Regions from separate parts of the Sparus aurata genome. Here region 2 is linked to region 1. A link is a contact called in public Hi-C data. All regions are on one chromosome and are shown on one strand. Each heading gives the region's core, a stretch centred on a gene start, on an enhancer-like site or on the middle of the called end of the contact. The rest is flanking DNA. Distances are from core to core; before and after follow the strand shown.

The links. A called contact is a pair of places that touch in the nucleus more often than the background predicts.
Region 2: a Hi-C map of skeletal muscle shows a contact between it and region 1, with 4 times the contacts expected there. The contact joins the promoter of thrb here to the promoter of nr1d2b in region 1. A contact is called at or near these places in 2 of 2 Hi-C or Micro-C datasets (skeletal muscle and an unstated tissue).

The regions. Positions count from the first base shown.
Region 1 is chr3:29,561,178-29,567,056 of fSpaAur1.1, reverse strand. nr1d2b (nuclear receptor subfamily 1, group D, member 2b) reads right to left here and starts at 2,702. Exons shown (of 8, transcript XM_030412025.1): 1 at 2,190-2,702. The coding sequence starts at 2,208.
Region 2 is chr3:29,744,188-29,749,637 of fSpaAur1.1, reverse strand. thrb (thyroid hormone receptor beta) reads left to right here and starts at 3,043. Exons shown (of 9, transcript XM_030412039.1): 1 at 3,043-3,534.

The sequences.
Region 1 (5,879 bases), core at 1,453-3,952:
ATGTCTTATCATGCAGTGCTACAGAGCTCTATTGTTGTCCAAAAAACACTAAAAAACATCAGTGAGCAACACTGTCCCACTGCATAAAATGATCCTTTACTACCATGAACATGCACGCTGTAATTAATTTTAATTTAATCCTACATACATGATCGTGCTGCCAAAAAATACTCAATAAACAAATGTGTATGAATCCGCTGTTGAAAATAGTCCCCAACAAATGCCTCATATCCTCCTGTCAACATTTAATAAATATGATAAACTGACAAAAAGATCAACTTCATTCTTTAATTTTACTCTTTAATTTTTTGGTCATTCCATCATTCCATAAATCTTAATGTTTTCTTATACTGATTTTTTTTTTTTTTTTTTTTTTTTTTTTTTTTTAGCAGCAACCTCCAGTGTCCAGTCTTAATATATTTAATTCAATCCTTAACTATTCAAGTTTCTGTAGGTGGTGCTTGGCATTATCCTTTATCTGTTCTGTCATGGGGGCTATGACTGACTCCCTGCTGCTTCCTTTTGCTTAAATGAAATGTAATTTTCTCTCAGCTTCAGATGCTTTTACTGTGGGATGTACAAACTTAACATAACGAGGGCAGATCAAAACATGACGACAACAGCTTCCTCAGCCAGGTTGCTACTGCTGCTGAGCCAGTTTTTCCCCTCAACATAGACTGACCTGATTTCTTCCCCCTGCTATTCTCAGTGATTAGGTAACAGCCATTACATAATGTCAGCTTCACATGGGTGTGTGTAGTAGGCAGTCTGGCCCCTCCCTGCAGCCATTCACATATACAGGCTGCCAATCAAACGGATCCAGTAGCAAATCACATTCTGAATGGGTCCATTTTATTTCACCTAAAACGTACAGATATTGCCAATATATTTCAACCTAAATAGTTGGACAAGACATCCTGCATTTTAGTTTGATGACTTCCAGACAAAATTCGATAAGTAATACATGACAGTAGTGTCATGAATGTAGACTGGGAAACATGTACAACATCATTTCCAGAGAAAAACAACAACTTTAAAAAGCTGACCTTATTCATCAGCTCTGACCCAACTGAAAGCCCACCTCCTCTGAAACAATATTCCATAAATCATTTCAAGAAATGAGTGTCATTGCATCATAGTCTCAATGAAACTACCCATCATATCTGTGCAAAGATAAATTGGAGCACTTGACAAAGCCAGACAAAACACAACTTCAGAATAATATTGTGTGAAAATATCATGAATCATTTCAAAGTGTAATGATATTAACAATATAGTCTGCTCCAAATTGAGCAATTATTAATCCTGCATAGTACATAATTGCGTTGAACTGTAGTGCCAAGTGAAATATTGAGAGTCAAGTCATCAAATTTGTTGTCTTGGCTTGATTTATTCTATTTAAAAGCTGGAAAACTGTAATAAATGAGAAGGTGCGGCACTGAATGGGAAATGTCACAATTGACTGGAAACCTACTGGGCTGTACCAAGGGAAATGTGACAATCTACACTAACCGTTTCTATTACCACCCTGACTTCATTAAATTAGTCATTTCAACATTATAACCACGGTTCAGATGGATGTTAATTTGAGAAATATGTTTCAGCCCAAAACGTTCTGAGTGTCGCTGTGTAACAAAGACTAGTGTGTCCCACGGGCCGTGAATGCGCCATAACTTTAGGCGTTCTTCAACACGCCCCCACGTGGACCAAAGCAAGTTCCTTCCCGGGAAAACTGGGTCAACGCGCGGTGCTGCGAGATGCCTCACGTGTATCCGCGGCGAGACGCCACACCAGCTCGATGGGAGGAATTATGCAATAGCAACGTCACGGCGTCAGTCGGCCAATGTGCTGCGACGCACGAGGAGCGTAAACAGAGGTGCACATGGCTAGGCTGATGGGTCCATGTGAGAGGAGACGACTGCAGTGCTGCTGAGGCCAGCTACTTGGGTAACAACAACAACCCACTGGTACTCCTAACCCAGTTAAACCTGAACACACCAGTGGACATTCTTATCTGCAACATTTAAGGTGTTTTCGACGGTTTTTAATAGAAGACAAGAGCGTCCCTTCATTATACTAGTCTTGCACCTTTTACGACACATAATTTCACTGAATCAGTAGCTCAATATTAATACACACAAGTAGCGATGCAGCTACTGTCATTGAAATGAGAGTTAAAGCTCACTTACCAGCTTTGGTTGACTCCATTTTATGAGAGTTTGGGGGTTTTCCTCCTCCTCTGCTACCTCAGTGCCGAAGCCGTGTTTCTATTTTAGTGTTCAGCAACTGGAAAGTCGCTGATTAGTCTCGGCTAAGAAATTGGCTTTTAAACTACAACATTTACGCCAGAACCCGATAAAGACCGTAAAAATACGGTGGGTTGTCAGTGACAGACGGACTAGCGAAGATATAATTACACAGGGAAGAAAAATGTCATTTCAAACCGAAGCAGCAAGTTTTCACAGACCCGATTTCAATGACACCAAAAGGGCAGATTTTTCCTCCTCGAAGCCGGCGGTGAATTTCTTCTGTCAGTTGAGAGAAGCAACACGACTCGTCTGTTTTTGAGCTACACTACAAATAAACCAGACTCCATTCGACGGTGGAACAAGAAAAAAGCTGCGTTGAAGGCGCCAGTGGTTTAGAGGACTGGTTTTGCAGTGGCTGTTTCGAGTAGCGAGTGCAACCATGTGACCCAGTTCACCGGCTCCTCCCTCCCTGCAGCCCTGCACTGGTGTCAATGTAACCCACTGACATACTTTCACCAATCAAATTGAACAGAACAGTTGGCAAGTACATCCTGCTTTAAAAAAAACAAAAAAAAACGAGTATGTTGCAACATATTATAGGTGGCTCATAAATATTTTAATTCACATAGATTAGTCTGATACAAAGTAGTTCTTGTTTTTTATGTGAAGAGGGCAGGTGTAAATCTCTGACAAACTAATTGGCAGGTATCTCTGCACACAGGTAAAATTTCCCATTCATTATCTTTATTTGAACGCCATTATACCTTTCATATATTGCAAAAGCAACTTCTTTTCCTGTATAAACATCATTCTCTGGTGATGATCCAAGTTGACATTGGGCAAGCAGTGGGTACACCCTGGATATCAGCCAGTTCATCATAGGGCTGACGTATAGGGAAAAAACAACCATTGACACTCACATTCACAGCTACGGGTAATCTAGATTGACTGATTAACCTAACTTGCATGTCTTTGGATTGTGGGAGGAGTACCTGGTGAAAAAACCAACGCAGACTAGGGGTGGGCGAAACTGCAAATTTTGGTATCGATCCGATACCAAGTAAATACAGGGCCAGTATTGCTGATAGCGATACCGATACTGATACTTTTTACTTGAAAATTCCTGATCAAATAATGATTTTGTACTTTTGCCTTTAATTAGTTGACCATGATTATAATAACGATAAACAGGACAAAGATTTTAGCCAAATAAGAAAATTATATTTAACATAATTAAATCTATAACCTATCCGCATATAGCCTAAATAGGAATACTAGTGTTCCTTCAACAGAGACACAAAGGGGTTATTATATTCTTGAGGTAGGATATATATCTTAGTATAAGTATATATTTTTGATTTATATTTACAGTGAACCTGAGTGAGCGGAGTGAGAGAGGTGAAGAGGAGCGCTGCGCTTTAAGGACTGAGACTGAGGACAAAGCTGCGCTCACACAAACTCTGTGAAGAAATACAAGTGATTTGCTGAATTTATAGAAGAGAAACTGCAACAAAAATATCAATCTCATCACGCTAGTATCAATCCGATACTAATACTCACCTTGGTATCGATACTATCAATATTTGGATCGATCCGCCCATCCCTAACGCAGACACAGGGAGAACATGCAAAATCAGCACAGAGAACCCCTACCCCAGCTGGGACTTGAACCTAGGACTTTGTGCTGGGCAACAGTGCTTAACCACTGCAACGCCTTGCATGGTAGCAAGCTGGAAAAATATTAATATCATAAGTACATTTTAAACATTTTTGGAAATATTAATATTTAATTGATGCTGTGAATTGTACGAGTTAAAGGGGCTCTGTGGAACTTCTGTTTTGTGCTGGAAGCTGGTCATTATTTTATGTTATCGGACTTCATTTCTGAACTAATACAGCTTTTCCAACCAAAATCAGCAGTTCTACACAGGCTTTTTATATGCAGGTCATCCTTCTAAAAATTGCTTTTTGACGCCATTCCCACTTTCCGTAGGCATGGCAGCCCGTCTGTGATGACAAAGCGTTACATTGTACATCACTGATGTCATGTTTCACGTCACAAATGCAGTGGAAACAGTTGAAACAGAAGAAAAAAAGTCAATCCTTAAGAATAGAATAGAATAGAATAGTCTTTATTGTCATTGTACAGGAGGGTACAATGAAATTGAGGGTGCTCTCGCAGCAACAAATAAAAAAGCAACACATAGAGGAAATAGTAATATAAATAAATTATATATATAGCCCTTTAAGGTGCTAAAAGGAGGTAGGAGGAGGTAGATTGGGTTTGTTCTTGTTCTTTATGAAAGGAGCGGCTGTAAAACAGTGGATAAAATATTTTGAGTGTCAGAATACCCATGAAATGATTTGTACACTGTCATAATTTGAGCTAGGCACTAACCCCAGAGTTAGCCGGCTTAGATGGCGATCCTGGTATTTTCACAGCCTGGAAGTCAAGCATTTTTGGCTCCAAAACACCACTGAGCAGCTTTCATAGGAATGAACGGCCACCTCCAAAACTGTCAGTGATAAGTCGTTTTTAATAAATCTTATCCCAAATTCCTTCCTTATTATGCACCACCACTATCATCACTTTATGCGGTGGAATTTAGCGCGTTCCCCCGGGTCTTACGTTTAGATCTAAGCCGAGCCAAGGTGATATAAACCTGTGTCTACTGCAGACTCAGTCGACCTGGGTGTAAATGCAGAGTTTTACACATTCCCATTGCACACAAAAGCCTGATCTTGGCAGGTTTAGGTGAAATTTCTGATCAGTAGAAAAGGGGTATAACGTTTTGCTCTCTTTCTCTGGGGCAGTTTGGCATTTTGCAACCTGGAACGTTGGAAATTTCAATTGGGAAATCCCGACCTCCGACATTGACAGGAACGTAGAATGGGAATGACTGAAATTGGGATACAGTGATCTGCTTCGTAAAATGATGTGGTCCATGAGCATGAAGTTGATCTTCTGAAATCAGTTGAAACAGTGTGCTCAAACAGCTGCTGGGAGGTAAGACACAGTTGAGATACAGAGACAGACAGTGATGCTATGACAAACTGACATGTTTGGTAAGGAAAGAGACATCTTAATGTTTTGTATTTAATGCTGAATTTACAAGTGGCGCCAATGATTTAGAATTAGCTGTAGCCGTTTCAAAGATTTAAGTTTGTCCTCATACAGCAACTCTTAAAATCATCCAAGTTGTAAGGGAGTCTGGGATATTGCTGTTATTAGTGACATCCATTCATGACATGGTCCAAATCCATGACTTTAACGCACTACAGCAGCCCATTTCTTGCAGCAATTGTGTCAAAAATATTACAACAACAGTTATTTAATATAAATAAGCCTATGAGAGTTGCAGCAAAACAGCTCAGGGTTAAAGGCCTCACCTCTCCTCCAAACATATCACTGCTTATTGTGGCCAAAAAACTCAATATTTGTTTCATCTGAGTTTTCCTCTATGAGGTTTTTTCTTTGTCCATATGGTCAGCAGCAAACTTCAGTCGAGCTTTAAGGTCCTGTGTCCCGAGCAAAGACTTCTTTTTTGTGTACGGCAGTCTCTCAGCCCATGGCGGTGCTAAATGTTCTTGACTGTGGACACATACTGACCTTTTTTCTCTCAGAGGCAG
Region 2 (5,450 bases), core at 1,794-4,293, 180 kb before region 1:
AATTGTGTATTTACTTTATCCCAAAACGAGAAAAAGAGAAATGGAAGAATTTGATTCTCTGAAATACTTCAGAACAGCCGTAGCCGAAGCCCTAGCATCACTGCAAAAGACTCTTGAGAATCCTTGTTCCTTGCCCAGTTGAAGGATGCTGAGCTAGTACACCGAAACATGTTGACCGTCTCACTGAAAGAAAGAAGCTGCGCCACTGCTGGACCCACCTGAAGGAGCAGTCCTCCTACTGACAAACATTCAAGAGTTCATGAAGAGTTCATCAGTTACAAGTTGTCTTACTTGTTCATGGTATCCTATTTTCATTTTAAGAGTCAAATTTCAAATTCATTTGTATTTATTTGTACCTAAGCACTGGATGGGGGGGGGGGGGCAACAGGGGCCAGTGCCCCCGTAACTCAGAGTCTGGACCCCCCTGTGGCCCCCTGACAGGGAGTCTGCATTAATAATACAATGACAGATTTCTTGCAATGATTTTGTTCTGAAGGGAAAGGCAGAAATAAAGTGTCTCAGCAGTTTACTACCCAATAAATTGCTGAAATTGTAAACATTGCTTTGTCTGAATGAGGGATTTATCCTTTTTTCCGGGTTGTATGTGCCCCCTAACAGAAAAGCTGTCCCCAACCTGGCCCACCTATTAAAACTGGTCTAGAACCGCCAATGCTTACTGGGTTTGGATATCCGTTGTTCAGTTACCATTTTATCATGGAGGCTGACACTGTTATGTTTCTGAAACATGTTAGATTGATGCACTGACCTGCAGCTGGAATTGTGACTTGAAATCAGCTTGACATTGCTTGGAATAACAACAAACCTGTTTTGTGATAGTAAAGGACAGATAATAGATGACATTACTATTGGCATTACCACTTTAACTGCTGCTTATCACACAGTACAGGTGATGCTACATCTTTGTATGTGTTGTCAAGTGGCTTTTGCAACATACAGGAGTGATCTGCATGAGCTCTCATGTATGAACGACATTCAGCAATATTCCAGGGTTTCATAGCAGATGGGAAACCAAAAACATGAAAAGACAACTGCGTATACAAGTCTTTTTTTTCCAACCTTTCCTTTTAGAAGCCTTTGGCAATGATACAGAAAAACGGTGGTGTTCTTTTGACATAACCCTTTTATTAGAATGAAAGTTATCTAGTAGAAATATGCAAATCATAAATTTATAATAGAACTTGATATCAAAGATCATATGGTGCTTGTTCAGTCCAATGAGAAGTGCTCACCTGGCCTGGTTATGCAGCCTACTGACTAGTGACACCCAGCTAGCCTCACCGAGGAGTTCCTGCTCTGCCTGTAGATTTTACATTGTGATGACGTCACAAACTTTACTTGGCTTAAAGAAAGTTTTCTAAATTAAAAAAAAACCACCATGGATCATAAATGAATATTATAAAGTCATTATTGGCCCACAGTCTGCAGTCTGAGGTGTCTCCACTTGTATGGACGTCTCTTTTATAAGGCTGCTCTATGGGGGAACTGCTTTTTGGGCCACAGGGGAACTTTTTGCTGCAATACTGCGAGAGGCCAGTGGGCAAAGTTGGAAACTAGACTGAGCAGCACCACTGTATCAAGGTTGAATAATACATACATGCTTCAAATATGTTGTAATAAATCTTAAATATTCAAAGCATTTTTATGCTACGAATATGATGCTTGTCTGCCTCTCTATGGGCATCATAGTGCTGAAGATGAAGCCTTTGAGAAGGAAGAAGAATGTGTGGAATACAAATGGTGATATCTCTGGTTCTATTGTATTGATTTTGATCATTTGTTTTTATATTGTTCACATGAATCCAACAGTGTTATATGAGTGCAATGCTAGAGCTGTGGACTGCTTTTCAAAACCTGGTGCCTACATTACCAACAATGTAAGGTAGCCACTGAGTGTTCCTGCTGGAGGTAATCTATTAGATTACATGCAGCTTCCTCTGGAGCCACTACATTTTTCACACAGACTGTAGTACACCCTAAGACCTGTAAACACACTTTAATGTGTAAAATTGCCCTTTAACTCCTGTGTGGCCCTTATATGAATTGGCTGTGCTCTAGACCTGTGATCCCCATCCAAGGGTACTTGCCCCGCAGGGGGTACTTCACTTATTGTTGTTGAATTTACATGGAGAGACTGTAAATTAGCTCAGTGACTTTTGAGTAATTGCATTCATGAGTTGATCAAAAAATACATCCAGATATTGAATCAGCCATAAAATAAAATAAAATATGTTTTAAGTTAAGAAGAGAAATTAAGAGAATGGGAAAGCCAATAAGCAAATGAGCAGAGGTTAAAAAAATGTGTGGTAAAGGTGTTAAAGAACTGAAATAATGAGCTAAGTAAAAAAAATTTACTGTTCTAATAGGCCATTTAAAGCTTTTGTCACTTCATGTGATGCAAAACTGACGAAACCAAATTCAACTTTTCAGTTAATTACAGTGAACATTACAGTTCAATGGCATAAAACAAATTTATGCCACTTTACTATGATTACAAAAGATTTTCGGATCCCCTGCTCTAGACAAGTCTGGTGACATACATGAAATATATATTTTTGGCTTGGATTTGTTGAGCACACGAGAACATACAGGCACAACCTAAATCTATAAAAATACAGAAATCATAAAAAACATATAATGAAAATAAAACAATATAAATGTAAATGTATGTCATTAAATACATTGAAAATACAATAAAATTAATTATATTCATTTTAAATAAATAAATATAACCTTTTACTCAAACATAATAATAATAGCAATAATAATAATAATATTACTTCTACTACTACTACTATTACTAATGATTATGAGATGATGATGATAATGATAATAAAAAATAATGATAATAACAAGAATGAAATGGTAATAATAATAATAATAATAATAATAATAATAATAACAATAATAATAATAATAATAATAATAATAATAACTCTATCCAAATCCTTCCCCTGCTTTTATTGACCACTGACACACACACACACACACACACGCACGCACACACACACAGCTGGAGCAGTATGTTTCCTGCTGTACATGTACCAGGCCCACTGTTAAGGCAGCCAACCGCCATCGCAAAAGAAAAAAAAAAACTTGGGAGTTTGTAGTAAGGGCGAGGCTTATTTTGTTCCGTTCCTGCCTGTGAGTCGGCTCTCTGATTCTCTGTAGCGATCAGTCGGAGCGCTACAATTGTCAGTTTCGTAAGTCTGCCGCTTTTAAAGCTTTGTTTTGGGATCTATGGCGAAGTTTTCTGCCTTCGGAGCACGGAGTGTACCGCGTACCGCACACTGGTAGCCCATACTACACTCTCTCCACGCAGATACAGGACACACGCAGACACACGCATAGCTCTCGCCTGATTTGCACTAGCGCGGGTCATTTCAGGTTAAACCCTGGCGCTGTGTCCCGTTCAGTTTAGCCGACGGAGATCGACACTGGTTCCAGTTGAGGAGGAATGCACGAGCACTGGGACATCAAATAACATTTGGATACGAGCTTCGTCTTGCATATGCGGTATGTTTCAATTTTGGAATATTTCTGACCATAGTCTAGCCAATGACAGCCTCTCCAAAAAACTGGGTGTCTGACAGTACAGCAGCTAGGTGGCCATACACTGCGCCTCGTAAGCTAAATGTCACAATAATGTCCACGCTTCTTTAACATGACCACCAGTGTGTTACGTCCTATGGAGGGAATAGTGTTTGCCAAACTTCATTAACAATTTCATCAATTCTGTGCTGCCTCGCCAATCGGCAGACAGTTCACTCCAGGTGAACATGACTTGGACCTTTCCAGAATCATATGAGTCTTAATGACAATTCGGATTACAATTAATTCCGAAAGCAGTGCGTTATGACTGTCATATTTAAACTTTATTATTGCTTACCACTGAGCTCCCTTACGCCCACGATGGTGTATTTTATCGTAATGAGATTGCAGGATGAAAGGACAATTGATCTAAAAAGTTAAAATTGCATTCGTTTTTTGAGCTTTTTTAATCACGCCGAATTGAACACCGCCTCATAATTATTCAAGTCGAACTCAGGAATTGCTTTAATGGGATGTTAATTTCTACAAAAAGCGAGAGCACCTTAAAATGATGGATTTTTGGCTCGAGGTTCTGTCAGTGCAAGAGAAAAACAGCACGGACCCGGACTAGCTTTATGAAGACTTGAGGGAGTTGGGTTATGGGCCCAAGTGATCGTTTCTCTGGGAGCCTAGGGCGCCCTAGTAGTTTAGGATGATGATCGTCCGTCAGGGTCTTGCTCATTTTTACTTCCGTGGCCTGGGATATATGTCAGAAACGTATTTAAGCTCACCATTCTGATGTAACCTTTGCTTTCGCTTTGGCAACGTGAACTCGCTGAAGCACTCGATCAACATCTGGCATGTGAAAATAAGCAATCCTTTCACAGTGCATTAGTTACCTTAAAGGTTGGACTTTTGAATGTTACAGTTCAGTGTACTGGTGACATTGCACAAACGCAAGTCTGAGTTGTTTACTAGTGCTGTGTTTGACTGAATACGCGGCATTAGCCCCAGGGCATGATTTGTTTATGAGTATAAAGTTAGCTCGGCTCATTTACACTTTATTATAAACAGTCCTGTTTGTTGCAGTATGAAAGGAGACATGTTACCATATGAGCATGGAATGATGCCTTCGAAGGCTGTCAGAAAATACAAGTGCGCTCGTGCATGAACGATCCAGCAAGGTGACGGTGGGAGGTTTTCTGCCTGAGTGTTGAGATGTGAGGTTCAGGGGGCGGATAGCTGTGGACTTAGAGAGCAGCTGCTGTTGTAAGTAATGTATATGATAGTCATGAAAGCACATTTTCCCCCTTAGTGCCAAAAACATACGGATAAGTAAAACATTTTTTTTTTACATGTATTTATAAAAACGCAGCATCAGAAAAAAGCGTCTCAGTTACTGGCCATTTTTGTGCACATTGGTTACATCTGTTCATATTTAGAAAAGCATTAATGTATTTAAAAAAATGTTGACACGTTGCTGATACTGCCATTTTTATTTTCAAACGAGAAGGACTAAAATGCACGACTGTCCATATTTACATCATGCAGTAAGGGAGTTTCCAAGGAGCAACTGAAGGCAGCATCAGTCCTCAGCTGAGGGTATTTAAGGTCGTGCAGTCAGCCTATTTTCCGCTGTTTTGTGGGAGCCTGTGTGAACATCTTCAACTCACAGACCAGGCTCGTGTTAGCAACAGTGCTGCCTAGAGTTTATATGTATTTCTGCAAGATGCATACAGCAGATTTTGTTTAAAAAACATGCCATTTGTAGACATGCAGGAACAGTCCTTGGTACAAACAGCTGGAAAGCGTTAGTATTGACACCCCATTTGATGTGTCTGTTGGAACTTCCTGTAGTGTTTTGAAAGTAGGGCTGGAGGATAAGCAAAACAAAATTATAT